Regions from separate parts of the Gossypium hirsutum genome. Here region 2 is linked to region 1. The links are chromatin contacts, called in public Hi-C maps. All regions are on one chromosome and are shown on one strand. The core of a region is the stretch at or near the end of the contact, and the rest is flanking DNA. Distances in the headings are between cores, read along the strand shown.

Region 1 (6,049 bases), core at 570-3,069:
AAATTCAATCGTTTCAGCTTCGACCCTTGGCTGAAAATCACAGCTTCAACCAGATCTCTCCCTGTGTAAGAATCTTTACTAGGCTCAAAGCATTCATGCATCACATCGAGTGCAATATTCAACTTACTGTGATTCTCTGCACAAGAATCCAGGCCATCGGGGCAATCAGTATAGCCGTCGCCATTAGAGCTTGCCTTCGACTTCAGCAATGTCCAGGTCAGATTGTTCCCCACTGGAATTGGTTTTCCAGTAAGATTTTGCAGGCTGGAAAAGATGTTTTCACAGCTATGGCTGCAAAACCAGTTGTTTTTCCTAGCCAGTTCATTTGATTCCTTCAACTTGAGGCATCCAATGTGAAATTTACACTCACATTGTTGACAAGCAAGAAAATTATCATCATCACTTACAGTTCCAATACAACAAATGCCACAACAGCAGGAGGGGCAAAACCAGTCACCATCTGGAACTTCCTTGAGGCCCACGCAATTGACATGGAAAGCAGAAGGGCAACGATCACAGCAAATTAACTCCCCCCCATCGCAACAAGCAGAGCAAACATCATCACTCCCACGTGGATTTGAATCGCCCTTCTTCGCAGATGTGGGGATCGTCATCATTGAATCATGCACTTGCCTTTGACAATCAGAAAGAGACCTGCCACTGCCATCGTCCAAGATTATATTAGCAGCCGGCCTATGGTTGGTACTACCCGCATGAGCCTCAAAGGCGGTGAGAGCAAATACCCTGAAACAACAGTCACATTGAATCCCAGTACGAGTTATCCTTCCTCTCATCAATGGATTCCCTGCCTTATTCCGGTAATACACTTTCCCCAAAATCGAAACCACATTGTTGTCTATCAACCAAGAGAGAACAGTTCTTGGGTTACGATGAGATGAATTCGGAACAAGATGCTCTCGTATTCTAATCCTCTCTCGTTTGATCACCCGAGGCTCGGCTTGATTTTCTTGTTTTCTCACCTTCTTCCCTCTTTTGGGTGGCGGCAGGGATTTAAATGGAAGAGATTTAGGGAAAGCTGGATTTTCTTGAGTTAAACTCTTTCTTTTCAAGGGTTTCTTGGGCTCCAAGTCAGCAGCCACGGCCACGGCCATTCCTCCTCCTCCCTCGGCCCCGGATGTTTCATCGATGTAACCTTTGCAGGCAGCTTTGAGTGTATAGTAAACCTTGCCTTGCGGTGACTGATATCGTAACTCTTGTCTTCCGTTCTTCTGAGCATACCAAAAAACCCAACCCATGGAAGAAAGATGTTTTTTGGCTTGCAGGGTAGTTTCACTTCTCTTAGTACCAGGTTCTGCTGTACCCCCATTCTTGTACCAATTGAACACCGCATCTGCCATGCTTGACTTTTTAGGATAAACAAATTAGATATGATATAACATTAGTTTAAATAAGTCGACTTCTACTTCGATTAGAAGTCTTGAAGGATAAACAAAGCAAAACTGAGAATTTTATACTCTTGGGTTTATTATTTATAGTAAAATTTTGGTGATGTCGAAATTAGTTTTTTTATGGCGAAGTGGGCAACGATTGAGCTTAAGATAATTATGAAAATTTGCTGTTATTGGGTTGGGTCGCAGCTCAGGAAGTCCAGTTGAAGTTAGATTCATATAAAAACTCGTATTTAACCAAATTAATACTTTAAATCAAAATCAAAAGTTCTGTTTTTACTTTTTCCATGAGAAATTATTTTCAAACTTTTAAAAACAGATAATCAACAGTTCAATCTTTAGCCACCCTTTTCACTTTTTTTTTTAAATTTAAGAATCTACAAATTTAATACTTCTTTTTTCTTTAAAAACAATTCTACAAACTTCTCCCAGAGTCCGGGAACTCTAAACCCCCAAACTCGCCTCCTAAAAAGTAAAATTACTTTAATCACGTGTCTAACCCTAATTCCACGTGCTCCATCCCTACACTCGCCTCGTGTCCCAACCTGCCAATTCCCGAATCCCCGTTCGCTTTTCTTTTTACATATAAATTAGGGTTTGTGTAATTTTCTAAATCCATTCCCTTCCCTTGGCTTTATATTCTAATAGGGATTTTCTGTATCACTTTAATGGCTGCATCCTCCTCCCATTCGCTTCTGATATCGTCTTCCTTGTTCTGTTTGGATTCTTTTTGGGTTTTTCGTTCTGTCTATCGTTGTTTAATTTCAAACCTATCTCATTCTCAGATTCTTAGTCAACCTTGTAGTTTCTAACATATAAAAACCGACGGCCGAGAAGTAGTCACCAACATGGGAAAACGTGAGAATTTTTTTCCTCTATTCTTTTTTTGGGTAATTTTTGCTAATTAATTTGATTAAATTTCTGCCTTTTTGACTTTCCAAATTGCTATGGATGTTAGATGATTGATTGTTTGGTGAAGTCGCGTTTGAACAATTTTCTATTATTTGTCTTGGGGTGTGTTTGGCGTCGGTTTTATATTTGTTTTGTTTTAGGTTTTATTTAAGGCTGAATAAAAATAATTATATGAATTTGGCAGGTAAAACTCAGCGCAAAAATGCGACGATGTTAGATAGTGACGATGATAATAGTAGTGTAAGTTCATCGTCGACCATGCATTCCGATCGAATGTCGGTTTCCGGAACTGAAGAAGTAGAGCTTAATAAGGATAGTTTACTTGATGAAGCTGTGGATAATTTATACGAAAAGAGGTTAGATATAGTTGGATGAAAATTTGATGCATGGTTTTCTTGTTACTGTGGTTAAGGAAGAATAGTTTGGTTAGTTGAAATTAGTTACTTTGTCAAGTTCTCGAGATTTCTCAAAAGTTTTTAGAATAATTATGCTTTTGACTTGGATGTGGCTCAATTGGGCGTTTTTCTCCATTTGTTGAAGGGGTTCAACGCGAGAGAAGGCTTTGGCCTCGATTATCGAAGCTTTCAACAGCAACTTGCAGCATGAGTTCGTGGAGAAGAAGTAAGTTGCTCTCAAGTGGTCTTTAATCTTGGGTTTGATTTATTTTATTGCAAGAATAGCCCAAGGATTTAGGATCATGGTTCTTGAAACGCTAAGAATTAGGAATAGCACACATTCGGTGGGATTCATTAGTTAGTCAGACTTGAGATTACATAGTATTAGATTGTCATTTTCTATTTGCCAAGTATATTTGCAGGTGTGGGTGGAAGTGTTTCTTATGATTCAAATTCATGGTACTTGGATCCATATGCTTCTAACAGTCATATTTTTGTCTTTGGCTGTTGTTCAGGTTTGCTACATTACTGCACCGGTGCCTGAATTCCCTCAAAAAGGGGTCCAGCAAAGAGATATCTTTAGCTTCCCGTACCGTTGGTTAGTTTTGAAAACTTTTGCAAATTGTAATGCATGCATGGATGGAAGAATTCAAGCTGATAATTTGTTTTGGTAGGTTTGCTGGCTTTAACTATTGGTCCTGGAGACAAAGCACGGGAAATATTGGAGGAATCAATCACTCCTGTTTCACAGGCTTTTAAGTCTGGTTACGAATCTTCTAAGATAGCTTCGGTATGCTAGAAGTTAAATTGGATTTTGTCCCCCTAATATTTTGTTGGTATTTAGATTCTCAGCCATTTGTTGTTTCACATTACCTGGTTTCTTATTGTAGTTACTGGAGTGTTTGGCTATCATCACTTTTGTTGGGGGAATCGAACCAGAGGAAACAGAAAAATCAATGCAAATTATGTGGCAGTTGGTTCACCCTAAACTAGGCTCTAATGTAAGTATGTATGCCTGATTTTCAGTAATTAAAAATCATCTGATAGTGTATTGAGGTTCATTGAATCAGTTATTGCTTGTATCTTGCTAATGGAAAAGCTCGATGATATGTTTTTGCATAGTTATTTGCTTTATTTGAGAATTAATTTATTCTGTTTAACTTGTAGGTTATTACCGTCAAAGCTTCTGCTGTTGTAATAACAGCGGTTGTGTCTGCCTGGTCATTTCTTTTGACAACTATGGATAGATGGAGTCTCAGTCCCAAACTTTGGCTAGAGTGAGTGAACTCTATGTATTATACATTTTTTCTTAGTAGTTTAGTATTGAAATCCCTCCATATGTATCTCAGCAAACCTTGTGAGATTTTGATGCTCCCACGATATAATGATCTAAGAGACCCGTCAATCTTGAGAAATTATGCAGATCCATCACATATTTGTCTAGTTTGCTAGATAAGGATGACCGATCTGTTCGCATTGCTGCTGGGGAAGCACTGGAAGTAATTTTTGAGATGGGAAGCTTAGAGAAGTTTGCCACTGAAGCTGAAGGTTCAAATAATGGTTCAGTTTCTGAAGGGAATAAATCTAAAGAAGGATTATTACATATACAAGGATTGAGGGCAAAAATTCTAAATCAAGTCAGAGACCTCTCTGTGGAAGCTGGTGGTAAAGGTTCTGCGAAGAAAGATCTTAATTACCAAAGGAGTTTGTTTAAGGATGTTTTGGAGTTCCTTCAGGTACTCGTATCATTGTTATTCATTTTCATGACTTACAATTGTAGGACAGCTCATGTTAATGTTTATCTTGGTGATGCTAGGATGGTTATTGTCCCGAGACATCAATGAAGATCGGTGGGGAGTCACTTCAGACATCAACATGGTCTCAGTTGATTCAGGTTTCTCTTCCCTCTAGTTTAGTTTCCTACACTAGTTTCGTGCCTTGAATTCTTACACATAGTGTTTAAAATTGCAATGCGACAGTCGAACTTTTTGAGGCGCTTTCTTGGTGGAGGTTTCGCTAAACACATGCAGGTTCGTTGACACCTGTGGATGCAAATTGTTGATATTTATTTGCTGGTTGACTAAGATCAGCATATGTAATGTTTCACTTTTCACTTGTGCAGGAAAACGAGTTCCTTCAAGATGTTTTTGGTTTCACGCCAAAAAGGAATCTTGTAGGCGGTGAACATGTATCCAACAATTTAAAGGTTGGTTTCTAATTTGATTAAAGCGCTTATCTTTCAGTTTCTAATCGATTTAGATCTAATTTTTAACCTGTTAAATGTAATTTTTTATTCGAAGTTGATATATAGATTCATGTGTCTGGATTTGCCCAAAATATGAAATTAATAATGATTCTTTTGGTGCAGAGAATGTACAAATCACCAAATTCAGTCATCAACAAAGCAAGAACCCAGCACTTGAACAAGCAGCGGATGCTATCCGAGGTAAGTGTCATCTGTCGATACGCTGTTTCACAACCTAAGCTAACCAACCATTAGGGGTTGCCTGGTTACTCTTTGTTTTTCTGACTCTGTTCAGGGTAAAAAAATTGGGCACTTTGCTGTCAATGTTGGTGATGAAGATTCATAAGCTTCTACGGGACAGAAACCGGGCATTGTGGTGCTGGATTAGCTTGTCATTTGTTATTAAGTTTTGGTTAATATCGGCGATGGCTCTACATACAGATAAAATTGTAATTGTGGCGTCGAGTGCACTCATCTAAGGCACCAATAATGAGTTTGCTCTGTCCATGGGATTGAGATGCTGCATTTAATGAATAACAAGAAGCGGCCATTTCAGATTAGTGTCCATCTTTCCTGTAATGAACCAATGATGTTTCTCTCAAGCTATATTATGATATTACTTATATTCAGTATGTATGATTACTTATATTCAAATATGAGCATTCATCTTTGTATGAAAGAATATGTTCGTGTAGAATAAATATATGGTGTCCAAACATTTTATTGTTGAGAACGAGAGGTTATATCGAAATCGAGTAGGATGCTCCTACATATTTGTAAATGACATTAGAGATGTTTATGGTTTTGCTGGGTGTATGTACTGCATCTATGTTCAGTATCAAAGTAACTTAGAACGTCCAATTTTATTTTATTACAAATGAAGCAGGGGATGTCTATAATATAGTTTCCAATTTTGATTTTCAGACGCGTTAGTCAATTTTTATTTAAATTCATCTACAACTAGTTTAAATTAGTATATATCTGTTTATATTGTTTTCATATTTTAAGTATATTATTTTATTTAAAATTTAGTAATTATATATTTATTAAAATTTTAAATAGAAATAATCGACGTTTCGGAATAATAT
Region 2 (6,130 bases), core at 2,446-4,945, 220 kb after region 1:
TAAATACGTGATTCTCATACACATACGCGTATGATAAATTTTTTAATATTAATAAATTATTTTAAAAATGATTTAAAACACGTAAATTATACAAATTTAAAATTTAAATCAGATTTAAGGTTTGGGTCCAACTATGAAAAAGAGAGAGCCTAACTTTGCACTATGTCCCATAAATATTAACATTAATGGCTAATAATTTAATCCAAGATGAAGCGAAAGTCAGTATATGAATCCATGTCCTTCCCACGCTTTTTCATTAAGAAAGCTTTCTTTAATAAATTGTAAAGCTTGTGAATTTACCAACAGTCAGCTGCTTAATCAAGTGGTTGACAAACCTCAACAAATTGCTTTTTCTATTTTTCTTTTTAATCTAATCCTAAAACCACCCTTTGTGCCTGCTTCATAAATGATTCATTCTACTTTCCTTGAACTTAAACTCATCATATATAAATATTAAATTTTATCAAATATAACTCTTATTTTATATACAATTATTACTTTATATTACGGGTAAATTAGATACTTACTATCATTAAAAAAGTTTAAAATTAAATTTATTTCTAATAATATGGCATTGTCATTGTGCTTAAAATCGAAAAATTAGTTATATGTAATAGAATATTAACACTCGATTACAGTTTTGTTGCTCAAAATATTGTTGTAAACTAGCAATTATAGCTAATTATAATGGGTTTTATTCAAAGATTTTTGATAAAGGAAAGTATTCTCTAGATCTATCAATTTCCTCTGGAGATAGGAAGTCAATGAATATGAATGATTAGCCAAATTGGGAAGATAAGTTGGCCAAGACAGCATATGGGTAGAGTTTAGTCTGATTGGTGAGAATGCCAAAATAACTATATATGATAATCAGAGATGACATACAGTTAAATGTGGAAAATATTTAACATAATAATTAATTTAATAAATGATGATTAGTAGGAGATGGAAATCGCTGCCTTGATCATCACTTTAATCCTATAATTGGAGTTAAAGTAAGTAATCTTTATCAACTAATGTGTTTTATGGGAGCCATGGCCAGAATCAATCATTTTTGTATGCTCCATTTGCTTTAATTTGGTGATTTTGATATCTACTTCAACCTCCCCCACCCCAACCTCCCAAATAAATAAACAAATGGTTAATTCATTTTAAGTTATTGAATTTTAATTTTTTTCTCATATTAGAGTCTGAATTTTTTTTTCCAAATTAGATCCTGAACTTAACGGTTATGCTCACATTATTATTATTCAAGTTAGGCCTCGAACATAACAATTATTCCTACATTAGGGTCGAACTTTTTTTGTCCAAGTTAGTCCTTGAAAATCCTAGAGCTCAAGCTCCAATGTGAAAACAATTTTCAAGTTCAGACTCTAATATGAGAATAACTCTCAAAGTTCAGAGATTAACTTGAATAATAAAAAAAGTTTAAACCCTAATGTGAGAAAAGATTTCAAATTGAAACTCAAATGTGGGAATAATTGCTAAATTCATAACTAAACTTGGACAAAAAAAAATTCAAATTCAATGTGAGAGAAATTGTCAAGTTCATATTCCAAATAGTGATTTAATCCATAAATAAATAATAACTGTATTATATAAATTCGAATTAATTAAATGTCGAATAGGGATACATTTTTAGGAAGATTCCACATCTAAATAACGAAGTAACCAATTTGGAAATGGAAGGTTGGATGATATGAAGGCAAACCAACGAAAATGGTAAGGAAATAAAGTTAAGAGAAGAAGAGAGAGAAGATGGGGTTGGGTTTTGCAAGGCTTTGGTTGTGATTCGGTCACCATGTCGTTAATATCTTCTAACTCAAACCACCATAGCTTTAATCTTTGGTAAACCATGAGGTCCACCATGATTCGCTTCCATCCATATTTTTCGCTCTGTGCTTGTGATGGTTGCCTTAATAGCTCAACGCCAAGGCAAAGTGGCAAGCAACTTAACACATATCATTAGTCAATATGTTTTAGACATCAAGTAACACATTCACTAATAGTGAGGAGTTGGTGGGAGGGAAAAAGTCTTCTCAGTGTTATTTTAACCTTAATTCACTTTACATTTGTCCAAGTTTAATTTAAAATATATGATTAAAATTTTGTTTAAACCAAATAAAATATTAAACTTAAACTCATTTTAAACCTGATAATATTTTTTAATTTTTTTTAAAAATATTTATATTAGTATTAATTTAATATTTAATAATTTTATATATTTTCTCATTTATTAAAATTTTATATATAGACATCTTAGCATTTTTTAATATTTACATTATAATATTATATATTATTATAGATTTAATTTTTTATGTGCTATAATACAATCTTAGGAAGTGGGGCAAACTTAGACCTTTAATATTCGAGCCCGAGTTTGGTCATTACTTAAAACGGGTTTAATTTTTTTTGTCTAATTCTATTTTTTGGATATAATATTTTTACTCAAATCTTTTCAAATTTTGGATGAATCTTTAAGCTTAAGTGAGTAATTTGACCCATGAATAGGTTTAGTTAGGAGCAGGTAGTGACTTCATTTTCAAAATTTTCAAATTTTCACTTTTAACTTTCTACAATTAGTATAGGTCAATGTCATAGTTGGCCTCTAAGCTTTTATGTGTAATGTGGTATCTGTACAAATAAAATGCTCAATTTGTTGTCATGTGCAATTTGATATATGAATATTAAATTTATACATGAATTTTGCTTCAATGTGCAATTTGATACATGAACTTTTATTTGATGCAATTATACACATGAAACTTGTATTTTCGTTCTTATGTATACAAGAAACTCTAATTTTGATTTAATCATACACATTTAAAGAAATGAATACATATATTTATTTTTATATTGGATTAATATAATTGCTCTGTATGTAATATCCAATGTAAAATGGTGGTAATTCAACAATGTTGTTAGTGATTTGAAAATTGAATCGAATCAAAATTCATGTATAAAATCACAAAAAGTCAAAATCCATATATAACATTACACATTGAATCAAAATTCATATATAATTATGATATTTATCCCTTTTTATTTTTTTATATAATATAATATGATATGATTTAAGCGATTATAGGAGCTGGATCAATGAAATGATAATCTTGGGCCTTGGCTCAATGAACGTGAATGTTGACGATCTTGGCGAAAGCTACTTTGCAGAGTAAATCCTATAAAATAATATTTCTGACATAAAAAAAAATCTGTTACTTCAAACAAGTTTAATTAATAAATAATTAATTTCAAGTTTTTAAAATCAGTTGATTTTCCGTTCGATTGAGTAAATTTTTTAAAAATTATGAAAAATCTAAAATAAATAAAATTAATTTAAATTTTGATTCAATCAATTTTTAAATTTAATTCAACTCAATATCTTATTTTAAATCATAATTTTTAGTCCAACTAATCTTAATATGAGGTTGGGTTGAATTAAGATAAGTTTAAATAGATGATATATTTACATATAATTAATGTAAAAATAATAATAACGATAAAATTAAATACTATAATAATATTATAACTTAAAGATAAAAAATAAACAAAATACATATCACACCCTATTACAGCGGTTAAAAGGTTTAGTTTTTGATTTGAAACTAAAACCGAGAAGAGCAAGAAACATAATTAAAACAGGGGTCTCAACATCACAAATTTTTACGGTTATGAGACCTCTACCTTTCAAAATCATAACTAAATTAACCCATTCAATCACTGCAGTTTCTGATTGGTGCACCACCCCGGCCCCCACTCTCCCCTCCTAATTAAAAATTGATTGATTGTGATTTTTCACCTATCATTTAATTTAAAAAGGATAAACACAGAAAATGAAAGACACCCATCTTTTTACAAACTTCATCAATGTACCACCCTCAAGATTAAAGAGCCTGGAGGAGAACATGGACATATATATAGCAGCTTATTACATAGAACCAGAGATAAAAGCATGGACATGACAGACGGTTGATATCTACAGATAACTGAGACATACATAACAGAAAAAAAAACACCAAAGGGAAGAAGAGGGGCAATCTCACAAACAAATCCCTCCATTCTCTCCCTATTTTTTTTTCTTTTATTATCACTGGATCGATGATATCCAAACAAAGGTCTAAGATAGGATGATAAACTGAAAACCCTGAGTGGCAACAAGACACACTCTCTGACAGTTATTCAGAAGCTTCGACAAAAAAAAGGAGCTCGCTTTGCCCATTCAAAGCAATTCCACAATGGTCTCTTTCTGCATCTTCCTTTACTTGTTGTTGGGGATCGAATGGTTTCTGCTTCGTTTCTGCTCAGCATTTCCCACATCACTCGCACATCCTCGTATTCGCAAGAGCTTATATCTTTTCGAAGCTTCATATGAGCTGTTTCAACACATGATAATATTGGCTAAGGACAGAGTATGAATTTTAGCCTTTAATTTACATATGTCAATCATCCATTTCCCTCTAAATTATTTCTTGGATTCCCATTTATTTTCCAGAGATTCAAGAAAAAAAGAAAAAAATTTCCCTTTCGTCATTTCCCCCCTGTTAAGCATTCAAGATTAAGAATTCAACAAAACCCATCAGATAAAAATAGCTGTTCCACAATTTATAAATCATATACGAGACAAAGAAATACCGGCCTTCAAAAAGGCTAGCAATTAAAGGTAAGGAAGCCCAAATCCATGTAATTCCCACATGCAAATTCTTGTTCTTTACAATTCAAGTTTATAAAACTCATTTCTTTAAAACTTTAACACCAAAATCTTAATCCAAGTTGTCTGATAACGAAAACATTTAAATTGAAAAAGGAAAACAAAACCGCTCAGACAAGATAAATGCAAAAGCAAAAGAAAAAAAAAACTTTCTTTTAATCTGAACGGAAATTGAACATCAGCAAGTCGGCGGCAAATGAACTGAGACTAACCACTTTTACGAACGCCGAAGCGGGTGGCGACACCGCTCCAAACTCTGCGAATTGGAATAGTCATTCTATCAAACACCTGCATTTTTATACCAACGGAAATTTCCTCTATTTCGTCCGGCTGAGAGGAGAGAGAGAGAGAGAGATACAATTCCTCCCAGAAAATTTAAAGAATAAGAGATTTGATTTCAACTCACCTGCAACACCCCCAAAAAATAAAGATGTAAAATACCAAAGGAGATTGTATATAAAAGAAAAAGGAACGAAATTCAAAAGTGTAATATTAACCTTCTCTTTCGTTCTCTGTCTTTATTCCTTTCTCACTTTTTTTCCTCTCTCCTCTGGAAATGCCTGAGCTCTCCGTCCTGTATTTTAATGGCTTCTTTTAGGGGAATGAAAAAAAAAACAGAGACAAAAGTACGGTGATGACGTCATCGTGTCTTCGTGTCACTTCCTACCCGTTGGGAGTTGGGACCTGTTTTGGATCCAATGCCTCTAACGGAAAATCTGCTAATCGATACTGTTGTGCTTTCCTTTCTCCCACACGTGGGGATTTCCTATTGGTTTCGTCTTTTAATGTATCGTACAGTCACGTGGGTGTATCATGTTATTGGACCCTCCAAGGTTTTACCCGGGAGACTTTTGGCGAATGGTTTTAGAGTGGCGCGTAGATTAATTCGCTGAACTCGGGACCTGAATGAATTAGTCGCGTGGGCTTTACCGCATGAGTAAGCGGTGGAGGGAAAGTAGATGAAAGGGCAGGCGAGCGTCAGAGATTGTATGTGATGGAAGAGGGAGCTACGTGTCGTTTGAACAGTGGTTTATTGGGGAAGAGAGACACGTGGTGCTGTTTTGCTGGAAGTCTACGTTAATCGAAGTAAAATATCTAGCATTTCTTTGACCTAAATAGTAACACAAGCATTTCTTTAGTCGAAAAAAAAAAGACATTTAAAAGGGTTTTGCTTTTTTTAAAAAAGAAAATAGTTGCTAGGGTTTTGACTTTTTTTAATATTTATGATAAAATATCTTAATGAATTATTTAAAATATGAATTTGGTAATTATTTTGATTATTTAGAGTTAATTTTTCAATTTGATAATTATATTTTTGTTTTTGTTTAAGTTAGTTCTTGATATTTTTTAAAAAAGTTTATTCAATTGACATGAACATTGTTAATAATGCAAGATGACGTGAGTTCGAGTGTGCTGAAGCAT

The links. Hi-C and Micro-C count contacts between places; a contact is called where the count stands out from the background.
Region 2: a Hi-C map of leaf shows a contact between it and region 1, with 2.2 times the contacts expected there. The contact joins the enhancer-like site here to the promoter of LOC107951416 in region 1. A contact is called at or near these places in 4 of 34 Hi-C or Micro-C datasets (all in leaf).

What each region holds. Positions count from the first base shown.
Region 1 is chrA02:20,832,068-20,838,116 of Gossypium_hirsutum_v2.1, forward strand. It overlaps LOC107951416 (interferon-related developmental regulator 1), which reads left to right and starts at 1,820. Exons shown (of 13, transcript XM_016886467.2): 1 at 1,820-2,267; 2 at 2,506-2,677; 3 at 2,862-2,942; 4 at 3,232-3,314; 5 at 3,391-3,506; 6 at 3,607-3,717; 7 at 3,884-3,993; 8 at 4,140-4,452; 9 at 4,533-4,610; 10 at 4,696-4,746; 11 at 4,839-4,922; 12 at 5,085-5,162; 13 at 5,257-5,742. The coding sequence starts at 2,258. The coding sequence ends at 5,307. LOC107952270 (increased DNA methylation 1) reads right to left here and starts at 1,358. Exons shown (of 1, transcript XM_016887537.2): 1 at 1-1,358. The coding sequence starts at 1,358.
Region 2 is chrA02:21,051,741-21,057,870 of Gossypium_hirsutum_v2.1, forward strand. No RefSeq gene overlaps it. Among protein-coding and RNA genes, the nearest start is that of LOC107951415, 16 kb to the left of the region's middle. Within about 2 kb of position 3,696, at least 8 of the 9 cell types and tissues checked have an H3K27ac peak or open chromatin away from gene starts, as enhancers often do. A contact at or near this core is called in leaf, where this site is marked.